Linked DNA regions of Danio rerio: region 2 is linked to region 1. The links are chromatin contacts, called in public Micro-C maps. All regions are on one chromosome and are shown on one strand. The core of a region is the stretch at or near the end of the contact, and the rest is flanking DNA. Distances in the headings are between cores, read along the strand shown. Region 1 holds the start of parp3 (poly (ADP-ribose) polymerase family, member 3). Region 2 holds the start of gpx1b (glutathione peroxidase 1b).

What was found. A called contact is a pair of places that touch in the nucleus more often than the background predicts.
Region 2: a Micro-C map of caudal fin shows a contact between it and region 1, with 4 times the contacts expected there. The contact joins the promoter of gpx1b here to the promoter of parp3 in region 1. A contact is called at or near these places in 2 of 18 Hi-C or Micro-C datasets (caudal fin and an unstated tissue) and 1 of 4 datasets of contacts at active chromatin or transcription factors (embryo).

What each region holds. Positions count from the first base shown.
Region 1 is chr6:44,596,226-44,602,224 of GRCz12tu, forward strand. parp3 (poly (ADP-ribose) polymerase family, member 3) reads right to left here and starts at 1,829. Exons shown (of 11, transcript NM_200501.1): 1 at 1,765-1,829. grm2a (glutamate receptor, metabotropic 2a) reads right to left here. Exons shown (of 5, transcript NM_001302225.1): 5 at 4,372-4,470. The coding sequence ends at 4,397.
Region 2 is chr6:44,884,463-44,890,590 of GRCz12tu, forward strand. It overlaps gpx1b (glutathione peroxidase 1b), which reads left to right and starts at 3,578. Exons shown (of 2, transcript NM_001004634.2): 1 at 3,578-3,841; 2 at 5,887-6,128. The coding sequence starts at 3,620. fancd2 (FA complementation group D2) reads right to left here and starts at 2,265. Exons shown (of 45, transcript NM_201341.1): 1 at 2,145-2,265; 2 at 1,766-1,882; 3 at 1,523-1,657; 4 at 1,341-1,408; 5 at 912-1,021; 6 at 710-767. The coding sequence starts at 1,829.

The DNA.
Region 1 (5,999 bases), core at 579-3,078:
GCAGCATTGTTAAATGGTCCTGAGTGCATTCACAATAATGACTATATGCAAATTATTAAATGTAATAATGCTGAGAGCTACTAGTTTCTTGCATAGACTGATTGTTTTCCTCCATACACCTTTCTAGTACTTAGTTGGACCCCCCATTTCCTTCATTACTGTCGTAATCCTTTGAGGCAAAGATACAACAAGGTACTGGAAATATTCCTGAGATTTTGGTCTATATTGACATGATAACATCACACAGTTGCTGCAAATGGCGCTTTATCCAGCTGGAAGTAGCCATCAGAAGATGGATAGACTGTGGTCATAAAGGGATAGACATGGTCAGCAACAATATTCAGGTAGGCTGTGGCGTTGACACGATGCTCAATTGGTACTAATGGGCCTAAATTGTGCCAAAAAATTCCCCCACACCATTACACCACACCACCACTAGCCTGAATCGTTGATACAAGGTAGGACGGATCCATGCTTTCATGTTGCTGACACCAAATTCTGACTTTACCATCTGAATGTTGCAGCAGAAATCGAGACTCAACAGACCAAGCAATGTTTTTCCAACCTTCTATTGTCCAATTTTGGTGACTGTGCGAATTGTAGGCTCAGTTTCCTGTTCAGTTTCCACTCCTGTTCCTTAGCTGACAGGAGTGGCACCTGGTGTGGTCCTCTGCTGCTGTAGCCCATCCGCCTTATGGTTGGATGTGTTGTGCATTCAGAGATGCTCTTTTTCATACCTCGGTTGTAACAAGTGGTTATTTGAGTGCCTTTTTATCAGCTTGAACAAGTCAGCTTGAACCATTCTCCTCTGACCTCTGGCATCATCAAGGCATTTGCGCCCACAAAACCGCCGCTTACTGGATATTTTCTCTTTGTCAGACCATTCTCTTTAAACCCTAGAGATGGTTGTGCATGAAAATCCCAGTAGATCAGCAGTTTCGGAAATACTTAGACCAGCCCGTCTGGCACCAAAAACCATGCCTTGTTTAAAGTCACTAATATCACCTTTCTTCCCCATTCTGATGCTCGGTTTGAACTGCAGCAGATCGTCTTGACCATGTGTAAATGCCTAAATGCAGTGAGTTGCTTCCATGTGCTTGTCTGATTGGAACTTTGCGTTAACAAGCAGTTGGACAGATGTACCTTAAAAAGTGGCCGGTGAGTGTAGAACCTCACTGCATCTAAAGTATTTTTTTTTTTACTTTTAAATTGTCAGTAGACATTAACTTGAATATTATGAATCTAACAACCACACTTACAGCTAAAACTACTAACGTTAAATAGTGTTCTGCTGAAACAGTCACATCTTGCATGCTCTAATGGTATTTAAACTAACAGCAAACCTTGATTTCAATGTGAACCTTGATGTGAACTAACACCAAATCACCACAGCACTGCTGGGACATGTGGAGACATGCCGGATTTACAGTAAGTGACGTGGATGCTCCTGGCAGCCTATCAGCTTATCTGCACTGCAAATTCGTTTATAGAAACCACGGGGGTGTGTCTATTCAACGAGAGAGCATTTATTAACTGACCAAATATGTTTAGGATTTCATGCCATATGACAAACGTCAAGTGTTTACAATCGCAGCGTGACAATGTTTTGCGTTTAGTGTAACAGGCGTGCGATTAAAATGGGTTCTTGACGCATACTGGCATTTTCAGCTTCACGTGTAACTATCGAAATGTATATAGTAAAAGCAACGTCGCCGATAAATATGATTCGATATTTTATAACCAGTCGGATAAAAAGGCACTGACCTGATACTGGCGGTACAGGGAAAGTTTGCAGATTCACTCTCACTGTTCGACACTGTCTGCAGACTGAACTTCCGTGTTTCCGACAGTGTACGTCACAATCACACTCCTCCCTACGTTACTGTAGCTTACTACAACATACAACAATTGCCACCGGACTAAACTTTAAGTTAATACTAGATAGGCTATATAATTTACAGTTTGAGTTATATATAATAATAATTATACATATTACCATAGGCTATATTAATTTATATTAACAACGTTATAAACGTTAAAAAAAACTATTTATTCAATATTCATTTTCCTCAAATACTCAGATTCTCTGTGTGACAAATTATATTTTATATATGCATATATATATATATATATATATATATATATATATATATATATATATATATATATATATATATATATATATATACATACATACATACATACATACATACATACATATATATATTTTTCAAGACACTTCTATACAGCTTAAAGTGACATTTAAAGGCTTAACTAGGTTAAAAAGGTGAACTAGGCAGGTTAGGGTAATTAGGCAAGTTATTCTATAACAATGGTTTGTTCTGTAGACTATCGAAGAAAAATAGCTTAAAGGGGCTAATAATTTAATAATAATAATTATCCATGTTGTTGGCAAACCAGGCACCATTTCTGTCCAACCTTCATTCATTTTCTTTTCAGCTTAATCCCTTTATTAATCAGGGGTTGCCATAGCGGAATGAACTACCAACTTATCCAGCAAATGTTTTACACAACGGATTCCCCTCCATCTGCAACCCATCACTGAGAAACACCCATACACACCTAATTACACACACACACTCCGGACAATTTTTGGCTTACCCAATTCACCTATACCACATGTCTTTGGACTTGTGGGGGAAACCGGAGCACTAAGGAAACCCAAGCGAACACAGGGCGAACATACTCCACACAGAAATGACAACTGACCCAGCCGAGGCCCGAACCAATGACCTTCTTGCTGTGAGGTGACAGCACTACCCACTGCACCGCCCTTTGCCAAATCTTTTATTGTCTAATTTTAGGGAACCCTTTGTGATTTGTGGCCTCAGTTTGGTGTTCATGTCTGACAGTAGTGTCACATGTGTCTCTTTTGCTGCTGTAGCTCATCTGCTTTATAAATGTATTGTTCAGTCTGCAGGTGTCAGCTGTTGTAATAAGTGTTTACTGTATGTGAGTTTCTGTCATGCCACTCTTTCTTTTAGCCCATATGGCCATCCTTCTCTAGCATCAACAAGGCATTTTTGTCCAGAGAGCTGGTGTACGTACTATATTTTCTATTTTTCAAACTATTCTTTGTAAACCCTGGAAATGTAAAAATGCAAATAGATTGTTAGTTTCTGAATACTCAGACCAGTCTGTCTGGCAACATCCATGCCACCTGGGTTAAACTTTAGTATCATCTTGATCATGCTTTACCTAATTGCATTGACTTTATGCACTTTACATTAATGTTAAACTGGTGTATACCTAATGATAAGTATGCATTTGTAGAAGTGAACTCAGTACCATCTAACTTCTGAGATTTTTCTGTAGATGCTGCTTAAATCTGTTAAAACCATAGACTGTAAAAAATAAAAAAATAAAAAAACACTATAAAAGTAGCATATAAAATGGAGAATTCAGCAGCACAGGAAACAACAGACCTGTCACAAATTATAAAATCGCTCATAAAAAAATAGAATTACTGCAGATAAAAGCATCACAAAAAATATTTTATAAACTTGACAAGAAAATCTCCAGTTTCACCACTAGTGATGAGTGTATATATCAATAACCCTTTTGTAACACTGTTCAGCCAGTGATAGGCTGCATATGTGGATATTGTGATTATGAAGGATATAAATATTAAATTTATAACATAAGTAGTAAGTAGATAATGTAATGAAATGTTATAACAATGAAATTCGAGGCACAATGTATTAGCCTTACCAACTTGATGTAATGAGCCCCTACATCCTCTAGATGGGGATAATGTACAAGGTTTACTATGTGCAGACCCATTGGTGCAGACATCAAAGGAAGTGTGTGGATAATATAATATAATATAATATAATATAATATAATATAATATAATATAATATAATATAATATAATATAATATAATATAATATAATATAATATAATATAATATAATATAATATAATATAATATAATATAATAAAGACAGTAAATCAACCACAAAGCTTGAATTCATAAAAAACACATTTTATTTACATAAATTACAAGAAAGCACAAACCAGAATCACCAGAAATCTACATTAAAAACATCTCGTATATAATACTTTAAACAGATTTACTATATTTTAACTCCATATCTCAAACAATACTTTATTATGGTTTCCATAAAAAGAATGGGTATACAGAGTTTAAACTGGCATCCCACTGATATGATCTAACTAGTCAGATAGAGAAAGAGTAAGAGAAAGAGAAACAAATGGGATATTGTACTCACAGCACGTTGAGAACAACATAACAGGCTTTATTCTTTATCCAGAATAGCCTTCTCAACATTAGCAAACACTTGATTTCATGACTAGTGAAGATAGGATTTATCAGTAAATCGCATTTGGCAAACAAACAGGAATCCTGTTTCTCAGAGTGAAGATGTTGTTGAGTCCACTACCTCTCTGCCATTACATACTGTAGGCACAATGTTGGAGGCCGAGGCTGGAAAGACACAATAGAAATAATATTAACTCGGGCTCATTCTGATTACGTAGCCTTTTATACATTTCTGGGGAGCGCCAAATATGTCTCAGGAGATAATTTTTTTGCAATATTTGTTTCCGCAACTTCACCAGAGGCCACTGTGTGTGCTTTTTCAGATCTCAAATTTGCCATTTGTGGCTGCTGTTCTAGTGTAAATCCACCAGAGGCCTCTGTCGACTAATTGACCGAGCGACTGACCCCGCCACCCACCCCCTTCCATATACCCAACCAACAGTGTTTTCAAAAACAATCCATGAAAAGAAAAGCCCTCACGGCAGCCTGATTTTTACCATCTTTTCAGATTTGACCAAATTCTCACCCTGGTATTTACTTGTTTATTTTATTGTTTGCCTTTTGTTTTTGCCTTATGTGCTTTCTGGAACCATTCTTCGCCAGACTTGAACCACGTCTTCACGGTCAACTCTGCGTCTCAAATCCTCCAATTTACGCAGTGAGCCACTGTACAAACTGGTAACAGCAAAAAAAAAAAAAAAAACATCCATATGGAGGTAAGCAGTCAGCTGGTTGCATGAAAAGGATTAGCATCATACTGCCCCGTTGCGTTCGTTTTAAAGATGAAATGCAGCCATACGTACTTCTGGTTACATAATTCGCGATCTCCAGAAATGTATATAGGGCTACGTTTTCAGAATGAGCCTATGTTGCAACATACAGTAGAAATATGCAAATCAAGGTATTGCTAAGCATCTGGATATGGTGTCTGATAAAAAGAAATCACTCATGCATGCATACTCAAACACCCATTTAATGTTCTAATGATTTTAGCAATTATTATTGCTGCAATAAAAATAAGAAAAAATAACTGAGGTGTACATCTTTAATCAGAGCTACAATATTATATCATTTAAAATATTCAGCTATTACTTTCACATTAAATTATTAAGAATGCTATTTTTTGACCTGTTGATTCCCTTATGCAGTACTCTGCATATATGAGTACACCCCTCACAAATCTTAAAAATATATATTTTTAATAGGAAGCTATACAATATTGTATTTGTGCATATACATTAAATTAGTCAGCACTGTAGCCAAATCTGGTGTTTATCCAAAGAAATAACTTATGATAACAGTCCAAAAACTAGTACACCTTATAGAAAAAAATAATTATATAAGAAAAACCTTAAAAAAAGAGGAAAAATCAAAAGAAGTAAAAATATGAAAAATGAAGTTTAATTTATATTTGCTATATTTTGCTTGAATTTAATTGTGTCATCTTTCCATTTTTAAATATGTTTGGTGACTAAAATATTATTTTAATAAATGTTTCTGTTTACAGTTTTTCTCAGTCGCTTTGGTGCGTTTCTCACAACACTAGTGCATTTCTGCAAAACAGTTAATGTATTTCTCAAAACAATTAGTACAAACTGCTAAACCTAGTTGATAACCTGCACGTCACTTGCTCAAAATGGATAATTCATTCGTCAAAAGCAAGTATCAATGTCAATCAAAGTGTCAGTGTCATC
Region 2 (6,128 bases), core at 2,328-4,827, 290 kb after region 1:
TTAGGGGGGCCGAATGGAAATATAGAAGTGCTAAAAGGACATCCATGCTGTTTTTTTTAACTTTACTTGTAAGTTTCAGCGAGACATAATTCAGTTGATTTGTTGTGATCTTCGAAAAACTCTCACGAAATGTTCTCAAGGCTGCTGTGTTCATCAGAGTGTGGGGAATGGTGCAAATTAAACAAGTGCACCAATTGCAAGAAATTAAGATGCGAGTTCAATAATATACATTTGGTAGACAGTTTAAGGAGACGCTAATACACATAAAAAGTAGGCATACTGAGTTTACGTGCGTATAGCAAGGACTACACCACTGTCTGAGACCATAGGTGCATAACAGATAACATTAATACAAAATAAATTAAAAATTCAATAAATACAATTACACATATAATATGGTCTAAAAATGTAAGTAAAAATAAACATCCTACAAGCACAAAAATATATAAATAAAGTCTCCTAAATGTTTTACAGTGGTTTTTCTAATTAATATGGATTACTTGTCATGTTGTTTGTTTTTTTACTTCAATAAAATTAATACAATTTTAACAATGATGCATTCTTAAATTAAATTTTATGTTTAGAATATTACCTAATATAATATATAATAATAAATGTACACTTCAATTTAGAATGGTGTGTTAGTGTAAAATAAGAAAAAAGAGGAAGATATCATAATTTAAAAGGCAAGTGAGCAGATTATTTGTACCTGTAGCATTTCTATCCCAAGCAACAAGCGTACCAGACTCTCCTGATAAGAACTGGAACTGATATTAGATGAAAAATAAAAAAAAAAGGAAGAAAATAAGCATTTACAAGTAAAATAAAACTCATTATTACAACTTATTACATAAAACCTTTTTAAATGTAATATCGGGATGAGTTCAAGTAAAATAAAAATAGTGCATTACTTAGTATCTTGCTGTGAAGTGGGTGCCGGCACACAAGGCAGTAGGCAGTTTCTGAATCTCTCTGGGTCTTCAATGTATGTTTCCAGCGCAGAAATAAACTCCTGAATTATCTAAAAAGACACAATTCAACAAGTAGGCACAAATAAAGCATCTTATATACCATTCTGCAGGATGTAAATAAAAACAATGGCCCCAGGGTTCACATTTTGTTATTTCTACAGCTTCCGGCAACCCAAAAAGAGCCACATATTGATAAATATTGTTGTATATATCACATATTGATAAATATATATGTTTTAACAGTAAGTTGTAAGTTATGATTGAACTGCCTCTTGTTACAGTTATGAAGTAGTTCAATAACAAGCAGTAAATGTTCATGGGTCAATAACAGGACCACATTGAAACGTGATATAATGGCGAGCTCCTCACATTGGGGAATCTGGGACTTTTTCGTAAACGCTGCTGGAGTCGCTTCTGGAAAATAACTTGGTCTACAGCTGTAAAAAATAAATAAATAAAAAAATAAAGATGTTAAAGATCTGTTGAGCATGTATGCATTCATTGTGATTCAACCTTTAGTGTATACACAATGCATATTTAATTTATCCTACCTATTTCATTAGCTGTACTGCCAGGTGTCAGAGTGACTCCTGATTCCTTCAGAAATTGAACAAAAACTGAGTCCTGGCAGGAGTCCTGAACTGAAGACTTTGTGGATCGCCCGCTGCTCTTGCTCTTTTTTGCTTCTGTATGAATCAAGACACATCAGAAAGTTCCAGAGATCTTTGTAATCCCACCCAATGACATTACCATTCCCATTATTTATTTTGGAAGTGGCGTCAGTGTGTACTTACTAGACACGTCAAGAGTGGGATCTTCATCCACTGTTACGGATGACCGCTTCTTCTTACGCATCATATTTCAGTTAGATCAGATGAAAATGCTAATGAACAGATGCTACACTGAGTTACCTGTTGGAGTAACAACAAATATGCGGATTTAAGTGGGTTATTTTAAATTTGAGGCACTGTGTACACTAATGACAGCATAATAATGACAGTACTAGTGCAGACAATCAATCCTATAATCATTCTCTGAGGACTGTAAACAATAATTAACGTAATTCGTGACAGACTGAGAAAGCAAGTGCTAAATTACACACCCGACGAACTCGACGCAATGACTGTATTTGAGTCAAAGTACTACCCTGATGTTTATCGTCGCGATGCTCACCTTTAACGTTTGTCGTGTAAATACTGTGTTAGTAAATGGTGATAAATTAAGGCTGAAGCTAAAAATGTGTTTTCGTGACAAGGCTGAAGGATCAGGATGTCGCAGAGCTTCCCGCGCCAGTGGTTCATGCAGTTTAGGGGTCGTGGTAAAATTCTCAGCAGAGTTCATAACCGTCGGATTCCGACTGCATAGGGATGATTTTTAATTAACTTTGAGGGAAAAAAATGTTGTGAGCAGATAAGTAAAGAATGTTAATCGATTTTTCTTGTTTCCTTAATCTAATCTGTTTGCATTATATATATTTTTTTAAATAGTAGAGGTAAATTTTTGTTTTTTCACTTTAATAAAGTTTAATAAAATTAATGGAGAATAACTATACTACTTATGTACGGAATATGCACCAATCGGAGTAAAATAAAAAGATTTCCTTTCACACAGGTAATGCAACAACAAGTAAATTTGCTAATTGCGGGTCCTTCATACATGTCTCCCTTTTTGCATAATTATTTAAAGTTTTAGGACCAAAAAAGTTTCTATAAAATTTCATTATGTTTTCAAAGATAAAATATTATAAGAAAAACGTTAATTGTTTTTTCATCTACCTTTGTGCCTCTGCCATGTATGTATGTATGTATGTATGTATGTATGTATGTATGTATGTATGTATGTATGTATGTATGTATGTATGTATGTATGTCCTGGTCCTCCAGGTTGGGGATTGAGTGTTGGGCCTCATAAAACGAAAAACACAACATGGTGCAGCTAAACATCAACTTCTATATAAAATGGCCCTGAGAGTAAGTATATACGTGTATATATATATATATATATATATATATATATATATATATATATATATATATATATATATATATACGTGTGTGTGTGTGTGTTTATTCATTCATTTTCTTTTCGGCTTAGTCCCTTTATTAATCCAGGGTCGCCACAGAGGAATGAACCGCCAACTTATCCAGCACATGTTTTACACAGCGGTTGCGCTTCCAGCCACAACCCATCATTGTAATATATTATAATATAGGGCGACATGGTGGCGCAGTGGGTAGCACGCTCGCCACACAGAAGAAGGTCGCTGATTCAATCCTCGGCTGGATCAGTTGGCATTTCTGTGTGGAGTTTGCATGTTCGTGTGGGTTTCCTCCGGGTGCTCTGGTTTGCCCCACAAGCCCAAAGATACAGGTACATGTGAATTGGGTGTGCTAAAATTGACCGTAGGGAATGAGTGTGTGTTTATATAATAAAACAAGTCATCAGGCCAAAAGACAAGATTTCGTTTTCAAATTTAAAACCGTAAACGGGAGTTTGTTAATGCTCCCTAACTTTCTATGGGCGTGTATTAAAGTAGGCGTGGAATGTGTTGTGACTCGGTCGCCCCGCCCACAGCTCACAATTTAATACTAGTGTCATTTTTCTAAATCCACAGTTACCTGCGAGACAAGGAGGAAACAGAAGGAATCATGGCTGGAATTAAATCATTTTACGACATCACAGCCAAAACTCTTACAGGAGAGGAGTTCAAGTTCTCTTCTTTACAAGGCAAGGTGGTGCTGATCGAGAATGTGGCTTCGCTCTGAGGAACCACCAGCCGGGATTACACTCAGATGAACGAGCTGCACGAGCGCTTCGCGGAGAAGGGGCTCGTGGTTCTGGGTGTTCCCTGCAACCAGTTCGGCTATCAGGTGAGATTCCTGATAGAGCCCTTCAGAACAAGTGTCTGTCTGTCTGTGGCGCACTTCAGCTCTCACCTTGCCATCCTGCTCAACACCTGCTTTACTGTATGCTGGTTCATCTCTAGCCTATTTTAATCAGTCATCGGTTTTAATAAAACCTTTATTGATCATTATTGGGTTGATCTTAAACTATGATTTTGCTTACATTTTATATTTGCACCTAATTGTTTTCATTGATTAAAATTTCTAGTAAATTTAAAAAAGCAACGTTTGGAAAACTTTATTGTAATAAGACTTACTCCTACTCCGTTTAATTAGTTTTATAATTAAAACAAAAAGGTTCTTCTCCTCCTCCTTCTAGTACTACCACCACGACTAGTAGTAATAATAACAATATGCTAATTTTAAATTATACATTGAGAACAATCATGCTCAGCAACGACTGCATACACTTGAAGGCATTCCGATTGCAATGAATAGGGGATGAGGAATGGAAAAGTATTTAGTCAAACTCAATAGAATGGGCTTGGCAAATAATAATAATGTTTGTTGGAAATGTCAAAAAGACAGAGGTGTATTTATTCATTGTATTTGGGACTGTTTACTAGTTCAGCCTTTTTGGCACCAAATCCTAAATATTATGAGTAAATGGCTTGGAACAATAATGTATTAATACCACTGTATTAATACCACAGTAATGCCACTGTCACCAAGGTTATGCTTACTGGGAGGTAGGGAACCAAATATTACAAAAAGAAAGTTCACAGTAATCATGGTGAGGATTTAGGTAACGGCTAGAGCCATTTAGAAATACTGGAAAACTCCCAAAATTCTAAAGTTAAAAAAATGGCTCAATATAACGACTAAAACAGCTTTGTATGAACGTTTAATACAAATGACGCAAAAAGGACAATGTATCCCAGTGTGGGAGGACTTTTTGGTCTTATGCGATGATGTCTTGTAACAGGTTTTCTTTATAATATTGTACTTTTGTCCATATTAACCACTGGATACATCCTGGCTTTACATTTGTGATCATTCAGTGTTATATGTATTTGTATTTTTTCATTTACCAGAAAACAATTTTTAAAAATTTGAATTAAAAAAAGTACATTGACAACCTGACTGAAACAATGTTCAGTGAAAATTATTAGTAAGTCCCTTAAATACTGAATTAAGCATAAAATATAGAAGCAAGAAGTTAATATTTAACAACAAAAAAAAAAACACCCACAAACTAAAAGCATGTAATAAACTTTAAATAAGATACATTAAGCTAAAATAACTAAAATTAGGCCAATTTTCATAAACAACTAGTTTAATTAAACAAAACATTGCAAACTGATGAAAATGAAAAAATGGACAAGGACTAAATTAGGCTACAAGTTACACAAAAAAGTATAATAAATTATAAATGCAAACTGACCAATAAATATAAACAAATTTAAACTTAAAAGAAAAATGATTTAAGTGCATGTTTTTCAACACATCCCATAATTTCTAATATATCAACCTCCACCAACTGGTATATATGTTGGTTTATGGTAAAAGTTCCTGAATTATTCCATATACTTTGGAAAATATGAAGTGTAAGACCAATTTATTTGAACAAATATTCAAAATAAATCATTTTTAAGTATCTTTTTTTTAGTGTTCCATAAAATATTTCAGATTCTCATTGAACATGTCTTCTTGTTTTTGTTGTTTACAATAAAACCAAAATCAAGTGTAGTAGTGCAACAGGATTATGTTTGCTTGATTTTTTGTAAACCAACAATGCTGTGTGTGTAAACCATTATGTAAAACAGTCAAAACATGGTCAACCATTTGGTAGAGCAGGAAGTTGAAGGCTTAAGTGGTTTCATTCTAAGATAAAATAATGATTTCCTTTCCTTTTTCAATCAAAAATATTTTAAGACAGAATGACTAATGACTCAATGTGTAGGCCTATCTATTTACTAATATATAATAATCACATTTATTGCAGAGTATTACCAAAATAACTTAAATGTTTTTTTTTTTCTAATTCCATCACCAATCCGTCTTTGTTTTAGGAAAACTGCACAAATGAAGAGATCCTTTTGTCCTTGAAGTACGTCCGTCCTGGCAATGGCTATGAGCCCAAATTCCAGCTCTTGGAGAAAGTGGACGTGAACGGGAAAAACGCTCACCCGCTCTTCACCTTCCTCAAGGAGAAGCTTCCCTTCCCAAGCGATGAGCCAATGCCGTTCATGAGCGACCCCAAATTTATTATCTGGAGTCCCGTATGCAGAAATGACATCGCCTGGAACTTCGA